2 separate regions of the Sus scrofa genome follow, and region 2 is linked to region 1. Evidence: chromatin contacts called from public Hi-C data. All regions are on one chromosome and are shown on one strand. Each heading gives the region's core, a stretch centred on a gene start, on an enhancer-like site or on the middle of the called end of the contact. The rest is flanking DNA. Distances are from core to core; before and after follow the strand shown.

The links. Hi-C and Micro-C count contacts between places; a contact is called where the count stands out from the background.
Region 2: a Hi-C map of liver shows a contact between it and region 1, with 3 times the contacts expected there. The contact joins the promoter of FUK here to the promoter of DDX19B in region 1. A contact is called at or near these places in 3 of 47 Hi-C or Micro-C datasets (embryonic fibroblasts, liver and skeletal muscle) and 1 of 2 datasets of contacts at active chromatin or transcription factors (alveolar macrophages).

What each region holds. Positions count from the first base shown.
Region 1 is chr6:13,324,004-13,330,738 of Sscrofa11.1, forward strand. DDX19B (ATP-dependent RNA helicase DDX19B) reads left to right here and starts at 4,240. Exons shown (of 12, transcript XM_005653242.3): 1 at 4,240-4,433. LOC102160376 (a long non-coding RNA gene) reads right to left here. Exons shown (of 3, transcript XR_002344513.1): 3 at 3,181-4,872.
Region 2 is chr6:13,468,514-13,475,248 of Sscrofa11.1, forward strand. It overlaps FUK (L-fucose kinase), which reads left to right and starts at 3,258. Exons shown (of 24, transcript XR_002344515.1): 1 at 3,258-3,633.

The sequences.
Region 1 (6,735 bases), core at 2,990-5,489:
CACCACAGCTCACAGCAATGCTAGATCCTTAACCTACGAGCAAGGCCAGGGATGTAACCGGAAACCTCATGGTTACTAGTCAGATTCGTTACTGCTGTGCCACAACGGGAGCTCCAGGAAAACTATCTCTTTTTTTACTTTTTTTTTTTTTTAGGGCCACACCTGCAGCATGTGGAGATTTCCAGGCTAGGTGTCAAATAGGAGCTGTAGCTGCCGGCCTACACCACAGCCACAGCAACTCCAGGATCCAAGCCACATCTGTGACCTACAACACAGCTCATGGCAACGCCCATCCTTAACCCACTGAGAGGGGTGGAACCTGCGTCCTCATGGATGCTAGTCAGATTTGTTAACCGATTAGCCATGACAGGAACTCCCAGGAAAACTATATTAATGCAACATGCTAGTTGTCTGTTTTAGGAAACATCTAATTTATTCTGGGCTAAACAAATAGCCTGCAGGTAAGAGTGAGTGCTACATACAGAGCTTGCTCTGCAGTAGAATATTGATTGACCGTCAACTCCAGGCAAGATGAAGGTAACAGGGGCTCAAGATAGTGCTACTAATATACTTAGTTTTGGAAGGAAGTACTCTTAGGTTCTACAGCACCTAAGCAAACTTTTTTTCCCCCACAGCCACATCTGCAGTGGAAGTTCCTAGGCTAGGGGTTGAATCAGAGCTGCAGCTATGCTATAGCCACTGCAACATGGGATCCAAGCCACATTTTCAACCTACATCACAACTTCAAGCAATGCTTGGATCTTTAACCAAGGATCAAACTTGCATCCTCACAGATACTATGTTGGATTCTTAACCCACTGAGCCACAATAGGAACTCCCTAAGCTACTTTTATCATTTATAAAATGGACTTTGAATGTTCATTTATTTACCATCAAGTCAAATGGAATTGGCTGAAGAGTTGTTTTTCATACCATGAAGTGCTGTAGGAATCACCTAAGGATCTTAACATGCAGATCCCGATTTAGTAGATCTGGAGCAAAGTTCGAGACTTTGCACATTTCTAATAAGCCCCCTAGTGTTATCTATGCTACTGCTAGGGGATCACACTTGGAGTACCAGTGGTCTAAACTAGAAAATGAGCTTCTTCACATATTTGTTCAGAGGCAAACATTAAAAAGTTTGATCGGGGGAGTGGGGAGTGTATGTGCATTCCTAATCTATTTATTCACCATATAAGTCTGTTATATGTTAGACTGTAGAGATCAAAATTAAGGAGAACAGACACTGCCCTTGCGTTTATGCAGTTCCCAGTTTAAGGAGGGAGCCTGACATTTGGCCAAAAATAACTTTTAAAAAGTTAAAGTGGAAAAAAAAGGAAAAAGTCTCGAATACCCAAAGGCGACCCCTGGTGGAGCCAAGACCCAGGCCTTTTGCTCCTAGGTACCTCGGCGCGCCAGGGCCAGGCTTGCCATCCTCCCCTCTGATTGGCTGGCGGGACCGGCTTCCGGGCCTCAGCCAATGAGGCGGGGGCTGTGAGCGGCCGTTGGCCGAAGGAACCGCCATGCTGAAGGACGATGGCCGGGGCTGCTGGCCGTGTCCGAGAACAAGCTCTAGGGTGCTTTCCGCTCGCCCTGCCTGTGGGCGATGTGAGTATCTCTGAGGGTAGGAAGGAGACTCTTTTTTCCTCATTAAGGCATTCTCCTCGCCCCCACCCCAGGGGAGGGAACAGGAATAACCATAATAGCTTATATTTAATCGAGCCTTCACCGTTGGCCAGGCACTGGACCGAAGGCCTTAATCTTGTGATCTCACTGAGTCCTGGGACCGGAGGTGGGTGCCTACCGTGATTTCAGAGGAGACAGGGGCAGCCTAAAGTCGCGTGAGTGAAAATGCTGGAGGTGGAATTCTGATCCAGGTGCTCTTATTCCCCCGATTCCTCGCTCCACTCCCCTCTTTGGAAATCCGATTCCTTCTTAGTAGGAGTCTTAAATGGTGCAGGTGTTGGGAGTGGACATAGGAAAGTCTAGAACCCTGGGGCTTATTTTTAAGTTTTTCTTTGGTCGTACCCATGGCCAGGGGAAGGATCCCAGGCCAGGGACCGAACCAGCACTACAGGTAACCAGGGTCACAGCAGTGACACAGCTGGACCCTTAATCCACAGAGCCACCAGGAAACTCCTTGAGATTTTTTTTTTTAATAGAAAAAGTTGTACATACTAAAAGCATTTATAGGAAAGAAAAGCACTAAAATTCAAGAAAGCTTCTGTCTCGGGATGGCATGGAAGGAGCTTCATTTGAATCTTGTTTTATTTCAGTCCTGAGGTGGGAATCTAGATGTTTGTTATAGTATTCCCTTTTTTTGTTTGTCTGAAGTACAATTTTAAAAGGAAAACATGCACATGGAAAATTTATTCAAAGGATGAAGTGTGCACAATGAAAGGAAGTCTCTAGAGCCCCTCACTAGAAGCAGCCAGTGATACCAGTTTTGTGTGTATCTTATACACTGTCTTAGTATGTACAAGCATATATGTGAGTTTGTTATATTTGCACAAATGGATCCTACTGTTTACAGTCCTATATCTTTGATGATTATTTTTAATCTCATTAAATTTAAAAGTTCCTTAACCTCTTCTAGCCCTGTGATCAGTATAATTTGGCAGAACTTTCCAGGATTCCTTCTGACATGAGTTGTAGGTCATGGCCTGTTAGACTGTATGTTTGCCTTTTTCGTGCACACCCTCACCTGTAGGGTCCAAAGAAATCTTCCCCAAGTTAACCCTGTAAAGAGTGCAGGAGAGAAAGAGTCATGGCAAGAAGAGGATTCTGGGAAGTGCTCTACCCTTTCCCAAACATTTTAACTTAGAGTCTACAGGTAAAATTCCAAATAAAGCCCACTATTACTTGAAGTTAATCTGTTATAGTGGATTATTGGCAAAACAAGAGAGGTGGGGATTCATTTCTCACTCAGGTTGTAGGGAAATACCCAGTTTCTTTTTTCTTTTTTTTTTTCTGTTTTTTGTCTTTTGTTGTTGTTGTTGCTATTTCTTGGGCCGCTCCCGCGGCATATGGAGGTTCCCAGGCTAGGGGTTGAATCGGAGCTGTAGCCACCGGCCTACGCCAGAGCCACAGCAACGCAGGATCCGAGCCGCGTCTGCAGCCTACACCACAGCTCACGGCAACGCCGGATCCTTAACCCACTGAGCAAGGGCAGGGACCGAACCCGCAACCTCATGGTTCCTAGTCGGATTTGTTAACCACTGCGCCACGACGGGAACTCCCCAGTTTCATTCTAGTGAAGTAACAAGGAAAGAGAAGCTTGTTTGATCCCAGTTAAGGGAAAGTGTCACACTTAATCCTTATTTTACTTCTTCTAGAAGCCCAGTATTTTTAGAAATTTTATTTATTTATTGGCCACACCTGCAAAGCTCCCAGGCCAGGGATCGAACCCTTGCCGCTGCAGTTACCAGAGCCACAGCAGTGACAGTGCTGGATTCTTAACCCACTGAGCCACCAAGAAACTCCATCCCCCCCGCCTTTTCTTTTTAAAAATGATCTGAATCACAGAACCTTTACATGAGAGAGCTGGGATTCTAGCCTAGGCAAGGCTAAATCTAAAAGTCACACCAGATTGGCGAGTTCCCTGAAGTGAACTCATTTGCTCATTAAACTGCTCTGTGCAGCCCTTTTCATCCAGCCCTTACCAATTTATTCTTATCTGGTTCTTGTCATTGGTCGAGAAACTGTGTTCAGTTCCACACACACACAGTTCGGTTACTCTGTATCTCTGATCTTCTACTTGGAATACATTTCCCTAGCACCCTTGCTGAGCATTTTTTTTAAGATTAAATTCCTGTAAATGTATTGCCATACAGTCTGTGGGACAAATTTTTAACCAGTGTTTGAGAGGGCTGATTCTCGACACTCTAGGCAACACCTGCACATTTAAATTTACCAACCTGGAAAAATGAATAAAATAAAAATCCGCCTTTTTCAGGTTCATTTTGCTCACTATCGTAATGGATTTGTGTATTGGTATATTCCGTTTATTTATATTCTGACATCTTTGTCACTGTGCTGGGCAAGAATGTGGTTTTGTTCTTCGGTTGGAGAGCCCATTGGCAGGAGCTTCGGCACTTAAAGATAACTGTCCCAGTCTGCAGTTCTGCGTGTTGAATAAGAAACTCTGAGCAGTTCAAGGGGTGGGGGTCCGAAAGCGGCAAGAGCGACAGTCCATGGGGTTAGGGGCTGTCAGGCCGGCGCGGACTCCGACGTCACTGCGGCGCGCCGCTTCCGGTCCCCAGCGCCGGAGCGAATGACTTCCCCCTCCGTGGGGCCAGGGTTGCCCAGGGTTGCCCAGGATTGCGGATCGCCCGGGCAAGGTCGCCAGCACCTGCCTCCCACCGGCGCAAGGGACTATGGCCACCGACTCATGGGCCCTAGCGGTGGACCAGCAGGAAGCGGCGGCTGAGTCGGTGAGTAGGCTTCATCTATAAAAAGATCAGGGGGCCAGTTTTGACCGCAGATCAGATCCCTGGGAAAAGACACTGCCAGGTTGGTCTGGCCCGGGATGGGGTGCGTGAGCGGATGGAGCCTGGACCCTGAGCTGGCTTAGTTTATCCACCCGTCGCCTCTCCTGTCGGTTACGTAGGCTCAGGTGAGCATTTCCATCCGTGAAGATCCCAGCCGCCTGCTTGTCCTGAAGTCAGGCTTGCACTTACCACCCTGAATTGTAGTAATCACCTTTGTAGGTGTTTTTTTTCCACCTGCCGATTTTGAGTTGTTTGGGCTCAGGGACCGTGACTTTTTCATATTAGTGTGCTTCCTCAGCTGCTCAGTAAGGATGAATGATCGATTCCGTAGGCCTGGCAGTCAGTTAAATCCTCTCCTGGTCCGCTTAACTTCGTTCTGGATCTGACACACAGTAAGCAAGATATGCATTAAACGTTAGAATTAATTTTTCCTGCCTTAACTCTCCTGAATTCTGATACTGCTTTGAATGCACTTTGTCGGTACTTATGTCTGTTAACTTCTCAAGAACAAGGACTTGGTCTTATTTTTTTATAACTGATAAAAATGTTTCATATGTACGTAAAAAGTCAAATAGGTTTTTTTTTTGCCTTGAGGTTCCCAGCCTAGGGAACTAATGGGAGCTACAGATGCTGGCCTGCGCCACAGCCACACCAGATCCTAGCCACATGTGCAACTTACACCACAGCTCACAGCAACTGCCAGATCCTTACACCACTGAGCAAGGCCAGGGATCTAACCCACAACCTCATGGTTCGTAGTCGGATTCTTTTTCGCTGCGCCACGACAGGAACTCCAAGAGTCAAATAGTTTTAAAACTGGTTCCCACCAGTTTTTTCCTCCACAGAGTAAACTATTTTTCTTGAAATTGATTTACAGCATTGACCTGCTTGTTCCCTGAATAACATGCTTGCTTTTGCTACTTCTTGAATTTTCTGTTTTAAGTGTTTATTGATTTTGACACTTTCCTCAATCCTTTCCCTGCCACTAAAGCACACTTTCCGGTTCCTAATCTTTCTATTATTTGGGGTTTTAATTAGATCAGTCATCTGTGTTTATATTATTAGTAAGTCATGAATATTTTTATTTGCTATACAACTTTTCCTTGAAATTTAGAAGTGCCTTGTGTTTTTGCTTTGTGCACTTTGTGCTCATCACCAGTTCAACCCCAGGCTCTTTGCTGTCTATGTTTATTTCTGAATATTCACACACATCAAATATTCTATTAGTTCCATTTCTCCCAGGTCTTTTAGCCTCCTTCAAATTGTACTAGTTGCTCTGACTTGTTTTGGGCTCAAGGGAACAGGGCAGATTTCCCTTTGTCCTCATTCTGGGGGCTTCCTCCTCTTCGCTTGTATTGGATCCCCTCCTTTTTGCATCCCCTCTCTTCATCTTCCTTGATTTGGTGGAGCCATTCATCAGCTTTCTGAAGGTGTCTGGGAAGTAAAATATTTAAGATGCTGCCTTTCCAATATTAGCTTATTTTTCCTATCATCTAGTATGGCTGGGTGTAGAACTGTAAGTTGGGAGTTATTTTCCTGTGATATTGCCTTCTATATTTCTGTATTTGTTGTTGAGATGTGTGAGACCATTCTGATTCCTGATGTGACCTTTTTCCCTTTCTAAGCTTGAAGAATCTTCTGTTTGTCTCCAGTAGTCAAAAAATTCATGATGGTGTGTCCTGATATAGGTCTGTTTTCATTCATTTTATGAGGCACTGGTGGGAACTTCAGTCTGGAAAACTCTTGTCTTTGAGTTATGGGAAATTTTCTAGGAAGTTTTCTTTTTTCTTTCTTTCTTTTTTTTTTTTTTTGTATAATGATCATAACAATCTAATTTCACAGGATTTCCATCCCACAGCCCAGGCACATCCCCCCACCCTCCAAACTGTCTCCTCCGGAGACCATAAGTTTTTCAATGTCTGTGAGTCAGCATCTATTCTGCAAAGAAGTTCCGTCTGTCCTTTTTTCAGATTCCACATGTCAGTGAAAGCATTTGATGTTGGTGTCTCATTGTATGGCTGACTTCACTTAGCATGATAGTTTCTAGGTCCATCCATGTTGCAAAAAATGCTGGTATTTCGTTCTTTTTAATGGTTGAGTAATATTCCATTGTGTATATGTACCACATCTTCTGGATCCACTCCTCTGTTGATGGACATTTAGGTTGTTCCGATGTCTTGGCTATTGTAAATAGTGCTGCAGTGAACATTGGAGTACATGTGTCTTTGCGAGTCGTGATTTTCTC
Region 2 (6,735 bases), core at 2,008-4,507, 140 kb after region 1:
CACAGAGACATGGGGTCCTTAACCTGCTGGGCCAGGAATGCTCTTTGCCAGGCCCCCTGCCGTGAACGATCTTGGTTATATCCCTTTACAGGGATGTACACCCTTTCCCAGTGATGTGAGGCTCGGCTGCTACCATCTCATAGCTCCACCCTTCTCTGGAGATTTGTTATCAGTCCCTGTGGGCTGCTTTGCCTGGAGATGACTGGGAAGGTAAGCTCCTCCTTTCTCCACCTCTCCTTGTCCCACAGCCCATGAATGACTGAAGTGGGGAACAAAGTCCAGCTCCCTCGCCTCTAAGAGGGAGAAAACTGGTGGTGCATTTTGTGCTCCAGAGCTCCCCATAGGATCAGACTGAGGCTAAATTTAGCTGTACCCACCTCTTTGCCTGACTTCTTCCTCTGGCCTATTATGCCTCCCTCACTGCCCTAATAAATTGTTTGCACAAGAATCCCTTTCTCAGGCTCTGCATCTAGGGAATTCAATCTAAGATACCCCGTGGGTAATCCTGGCTCCCAGAGGGATTCCCTGATATCAGCAGCAGCCACACATCTCATGCAGGGTCCTGCAGATTACACCTCCTCCAAGAAGCCTTTAGACTTGCACCCTCACACTCTAGTAGCATGATAGTTCAATAAGGAAGTTAGATGCCTACTCTCTGCCAGGCACTGTGCCAGACCCTTCATGTATATTAACTCATTGAATACTTCCAACAATGGCAAATACTCCTGTATTTTTCCGAGGAAAAACTGGACTCAAATAATTTGAGTGGCTTGCTCATACTGTCAGAAAGTGATGAGAAAGTGGGAAGGATTTGTTTAATTCCAAACTCTCTATTTAACCACTAGAATCTACCCTATATTACTGCATCAGATTTTTTTTTTTTTTGTCTTTTTTCCTTTTCTGGGGCTGCACCTGCAGCATATGGAGGTTCCCAGGCTAGAGGTCTAATCGGAGCTGTAGCAATGCGGGATCTGAGTGGCGTCGTCGTGAACACCACAGTTCACGGCAACGCCGGATCCTTAACCCACTAAGCAAGGCCAGGGATCGAACCTGCAACCTCATGGTTCCTAGTCAGATTCGTTAACCACTGAGCCAGGACGGGAACTCAAGAATTTCTTTTTAAAGTAGTGTCATTTTAATTAATTATTTATTTTGTCTTTTTAGAGCCACGCCCATGGCATAGGGAGGTTCCCAGGCTAGGGGTCAAATTGGAGCTGTAGCCGCCAGCCTACACCACAGCCACAGCAATGCCATATGTGAGCCGTGTCTGCAACCTACACCAAAGCTCACAGCAACGCTGGACACTTAACCCAATGAGCAAGGCCTGGGATCGAACCTGTATCCTCATGGATACTAGTCAGATTCATTTCCTCTGAGCCATGATGGGAACTCCCCAGAATGTTTTTTTAATGGCTCTGTCTACCGCAGACAGTGGGTCTATACACAGATAAACTACATGTGTTTGGTTTTTTTTTTTTTTTTTTTTGTCTGCTGCTGACAGATTTCACCAAGGGGTTTAGATTATTAAATAAACCTGTGAGTAACTTTGCTCGAGGCCTTGGAGCCACTCCTTCATCTGGCCCACATCCCTGCCCTAGGAGACAGGGTGAAGCCCTTCGCCTCCAGCTCCTTGGAACTCATTGTTTTCCTTGAGCTCCCACCAAAGCTGCAGCTGCAGGCATCCCTGCCTTCCACTCCACTGCAGAGCCAGGATCTGCATTGCTGAGTACAGCAGCAATGGGAGGCAGCTTATCACTTCCCTGGAGGCCTCCTGGGTTCACAGAAAAAAAGAGCAAGTGCTGAAGTGGGAGAAGAAGGATGGGACCTGGTGACGACGAGAGGGGATGACACCAGCGGTTGAGGACTGAAGGAAGAAGAGACGTTTAGGGGAGGAAGTAGGGTGGTGGGAGCTGAGGAGGGGATTGATCTTTATTCCTTCCTTCATTTAACATTATTTTAACTACCTGCAATGTCCTAGCCACGTTCTAGTGACTGAGGCTCCAAGAGAAAACAAACCACAGATCCTGCCTTAATGGGGCTACATGGGAATAATAACAACAATCATTGTAATAATGGCTAACATTTTTGGAGCATTTACTGTGGAGTCAAGCATTTACCTTTTATTGTGGCAGGGGGGTGGGGGGCAAGCCAGAGGCATGCAGAAGTTGCCAGGCCAGAGATCAAACCTACCCCACAGCAGCGACCCTGAGCCACAGGAGTGACAATGCCAGATCCTTAACCCAATGAGCCACCAGGCAACTCTAAGCAGTTACTTAGTTTATCCTCCTAGCAAGTTCAGGCATTTGATACTAGTATTTTTTTTTTTTTTGCATTTGATACTAGTATTAACACATTTTACAGATGAAGACAAAAAGACACAGAGTAGCCAAGTGACTGGCCAAGGTTACAGTTAGAGCAGAATCCCTCATCTTCTCTGAGACTGACCACTTGGGCCTCTCAGGCTCACCATTAACAACAGTAGATTTGGAAAGTAATTCTCATAAGAAAAATTCAAACAATACAAATAAAGCTCAAGTTCTCCCTGTTTATCTCCGTCCTTGGCAGTCTCCTTCCAGTCCTGTTCCTGTTCTTATGTCCTATGTGTCCAGATACATATTTATTTTTGTGGCTCTGCCTGCAACATGGGGAAGTTCCTGGGCTAGGGATAGAAGCCCAACCACAGCAGTGACAACGCTGTATTCTTTAACCCTAGGCCCTCACATACATTATTTTTGACATGAGTAGCTTCCCATGCATAATGTTCTGTTACAAACTGTGGCGAACATCTTTCTCTATGGTACCTACAGATTTAGCTCATTATTTCTGACTGCTGCATGGTATTCCATAGCATAGATGTGCCTAGTTTATTTTTCCAGTACCCTAGAAAGAGACAGAGGGAAAGATTCCAAATTTCCGCCACTACAAACAATACTGCCATTCATAACTTTTCCAGAAGATCCACAGATCTTCCCACTAGAGAGTTAGAAAGTTTCTACCGGAAACTTTCACGTGATGAACCCGCGAGAGCATGGCCAATTGCCAATCCAACCGTAGTCGCTCACGCTCGAACGACACTTGTGGCTTTTTTCCCCTCCCAGTTAGATTTTTTTTTTTTTTCTTCTTCTTCTCCCTCCTCTTCGTAGAAAAACCGCGGCCCCACGTCCGGGCCACGGGGTTGAACGAACAAACAAAATCCAAACCTGAAACCCGGAGTTCCGGAAAAAGAGCTTTGTCTTTAAGACGCACTCGTTCCTCTGGGAGTTGTAGTTTTGCTGCCCAGCGGAGCTCCCTTTTCCCCGTCACGCCCCTTCTCGAAGTGAAGACTCACTGCCCTTTAGGAAAGCGGTGCCCTGACCACCTCCGTTTGCCATTTGTGTTAGCTGAGAGGTCGTCTTTTGGGGGCGGACAAGCCAAGGCTGGAGGAGGGCTGAAACTACATTTCCCAGGGTGCTCAGCGAAGGCACACACAGCCTCGCCTTAAAAAGTCCCCTGCGCCGAGCGCCGGGAGGAGGCAGGTATGCTGTAGGTCCCTGTGGGTCCCAGCATTTGCACACCCCAGTACCGCAGCTGCTTCCCAGCCCACACTTTTGGACCCGCGGGGACTGAGCTGAGCCGCTGGCTGGTTTCTGATAGGTAATAGTTTCCGGGAGCTCTGCTGGCACCCCCGTCTCCTACTTGCTGTAGGGGGAGTCTGTATGGTCCCTCTATTCGCTGGTCTGGGTGTTTCTGGGGACGCCCAAGATTGGAACGACAGGCAGGTGGGGCGCTGGATGCCAGCGCTGGTGGTTGCTTTGAGGTCACTTCTCCTGCCTCAGTTTACCCCATCGGGGCTCGTCATTACCCACAAATCTCAATTATATGCCGTTTGTGTAATTTGCAATGCAATTTTACTCCCAGTCACCCTTACTCTGCCTGTTTTTCCTCCTAGAAGGCAAATCAGATCCCTTCCTGAGGCTGTTTTTTCCCTTTAAAGCTCTAAAGTGCAAAATCCATGCCCCACCTCTCTTCAAAAAGCAAATATGAAGAAGCCTTATTGTTTTATTCTGTTCCTGGCTCCCCTTCCCTGTCCTGATTTTGGCAGCGTGTGGCTGAGGACAGTAAAAACTATTTGAAATTGGCCTCAGTAGATTAAGTTCTGTTGGAAGTGTGCACAATATTGGAATAGAGGCCTGTATTCTCTAAGAGTTCTGTGCAGATGTCAGGTGTGACAGAGGGTAAAGACTCCAGGAGAGATGTCTGTTTCTACAGGCTAGGTAAGAATATGAACCTTGGAGTTAGTTGGACACCTGACCTACCTGTACTAGTTGTATGTGACCTTGGGCAGATGATTTCATTTCTTTAAGCTACTGTTCCCTGATGTACAATGTAAGTGTGGTAAAATTCAACTCATAGGGCCATTGAGTGGGTCACATGAGCTAATACTTCAGCGTGTCTTTGGTATAGTGCCCAGAAAAGACACTCTTTAAGCTACTGGTGCTATTCCATCTTTTGTGTTCTCAAAACACCCTTTAGGCTGATCTGGCAAGGCAGGCTACCTGGTCTTGGCTGATTTCTCCAGGCCTTCTCTGGGTTTTTTCTTCTTTAGGGGCATCTTTGACCCAGAGGGTATTTCAGAGCCTTCACTCCAACCTGCTTTAGGGTCAGGTTTTACTCTCCTGCTGCTTTCCCCCACTAGAAAGAACTACTATTCATTGAGCTCCTGCTTTGTGCCACATATTTTATGTCTTATTTAATGCAACGGTCCTAGGAGGTTAGTATCTTTGGCCCTAGTTTTCAGATTAGTAAACTGAGGATCAGAGAGGTTAAGTAACCTGCTCAGGATCACACAGGAAGAGGCAGAGATGAGAACTGACCCCTGGGGATTGATTCTCAGCCTAAGACTATTCCTCTGCCCCAATCTCTCTTTCTCTCTCTCTTTTTTTTTTTTTTTTTTTTTTTTGTCTTTTTAGGGCTGCACCTGCGGCATATGGAGGCTCCCAGGCTAGGGGTTGAATTGGAGCTACAGCTGCAGGCCTATGCCACAGCCACAGCCACAGCCACTCAGGACCCAAGCTGCATCTGTGATCTACACCACAGCTTACAGCAACACTGGATCCTTAACCCATTGAGCAAGGTCAGGGACTGAACCCACGTCCTCATGGATGCTAGTCGGGTTTGCTAACCACTGAGCCACAACCGGAACACCCCTCTGCCCCAATCTCTGATAGAGGACAGTCCAGATTGTGCTGTCCTCCCTTCTCTGCCCATGACTTGTCATCTGCCCAGTTGTCTCAGTCACTGTTCCACGACCAGTCACTATAAGGCTCGGACCTTTGGGCTCTCTTTGGGGTATTTCTTTCTTGCTCTCTTTTATCACCTTCGCTTAGGGTCAAACATCAGCATCACCATGACCTAAATAAGAAGCTGAGAAACCCAGGTTCCACTCATGGCTGTAGCACCTACTAGCATTTCTAAAATGGACAGAATATTTACTTACTTGGCAGTGGTGTTGGGGGGATGAAAAGTCATAATGTCTCGGAGTTCCCGTCGTGGCACAGTGGTTAACGAATCCGACTAGGAACCATGAGGTTGCAGGTTCGGTCCCTGCCCTTGCTCAGTGGGTTAACGATCCAGCGTTGCCGTGAGCTGTGGTGTAGGTTGCAGACGTGGCTCGGATCCTGCGTTGCTGTGCTCTGGCGTAGGCCTGTGGCTACAGCTCCGATTCAACCCCTAGCCTGGGAACCTCCATATGCCGCGGGAGCGGCCCAAGAAATAGCAACAACAACAACAACAAAAGACAAAAAGACAAAAGACAAAAAAAAAAAAAAAGAAAAAAAAATCATAATGTCTTAACTGTGGGTCAGAGTCGTTGGGTGAGCTCCCGCATAGTGGCTGTCATCATCAACGCCACCATTTCATTGTCACCTTGTATTGGCCACTTCACATAAATTTAGTACTTCTGTTCTTTTTTCAACCTTACAAAGTATGTTCAGTGTAGCAGTTAAGAGAATGGACTTTTGGAGTTCCCGTCGTGGCGCAGTGGTTAACGAATCTGACTAGGAACCATGAGGTTGCGGGTTCCATCCCTGGCCTTGCTCAGTGGGTTAACGATCCAGCATTGCCATGAGCTGCCATGTAGGTCGAAGACCCGGCTCGGATCCCGCGTTGCTGTGGCTCTGGAGTAGGCCGGAGGCTATAGCTCCAATTAGACCCCTAGCCTGGGAACCTCCATATGCCACGGGAGCGGCCCAAGAAATGGCAAAAAGACAAAAAGAAAAAAGAGAACGGACTTTGGAAAAAGGGTGTCCAGGTTCCAATTTGGCTCTACCAGTTGCTAGGTGTGTGACCTTGGGCAAGTTACTTAATCACTCTGTGCCTCAGTTTCCTCATCTTTCGGGATAAAGAAAGTACTTCCCAGACATTGTTAGAGGTTCTTAACAGTAATTTTTCCTTTAACGATGCCGGGAGGAAGATCACCTACTCTCCATGTTGGTTCAGGTCCTTGGAGAAGCAGATGACAAGATGAGATTAGGCTTGCGAGAGATTTATTGGGGGAGGGAAGCAGGGGAGGGAGCTGGAGAAAGCAGGCAGAGCTGTCAGTTTGCATTCCAGGTCTGCTTCCTGTGACAGAGCACCACAGGAAGGAAGGGAAGGAGGGAGGAAGGGAGGAGGGAAGGAGGTATGGGTAGAGCTGCAGCGCAGTTTTAAGATATTTTCTGTTGGGCGATGGGGAGTTCTGGAGCCAGGTTTGCCTGT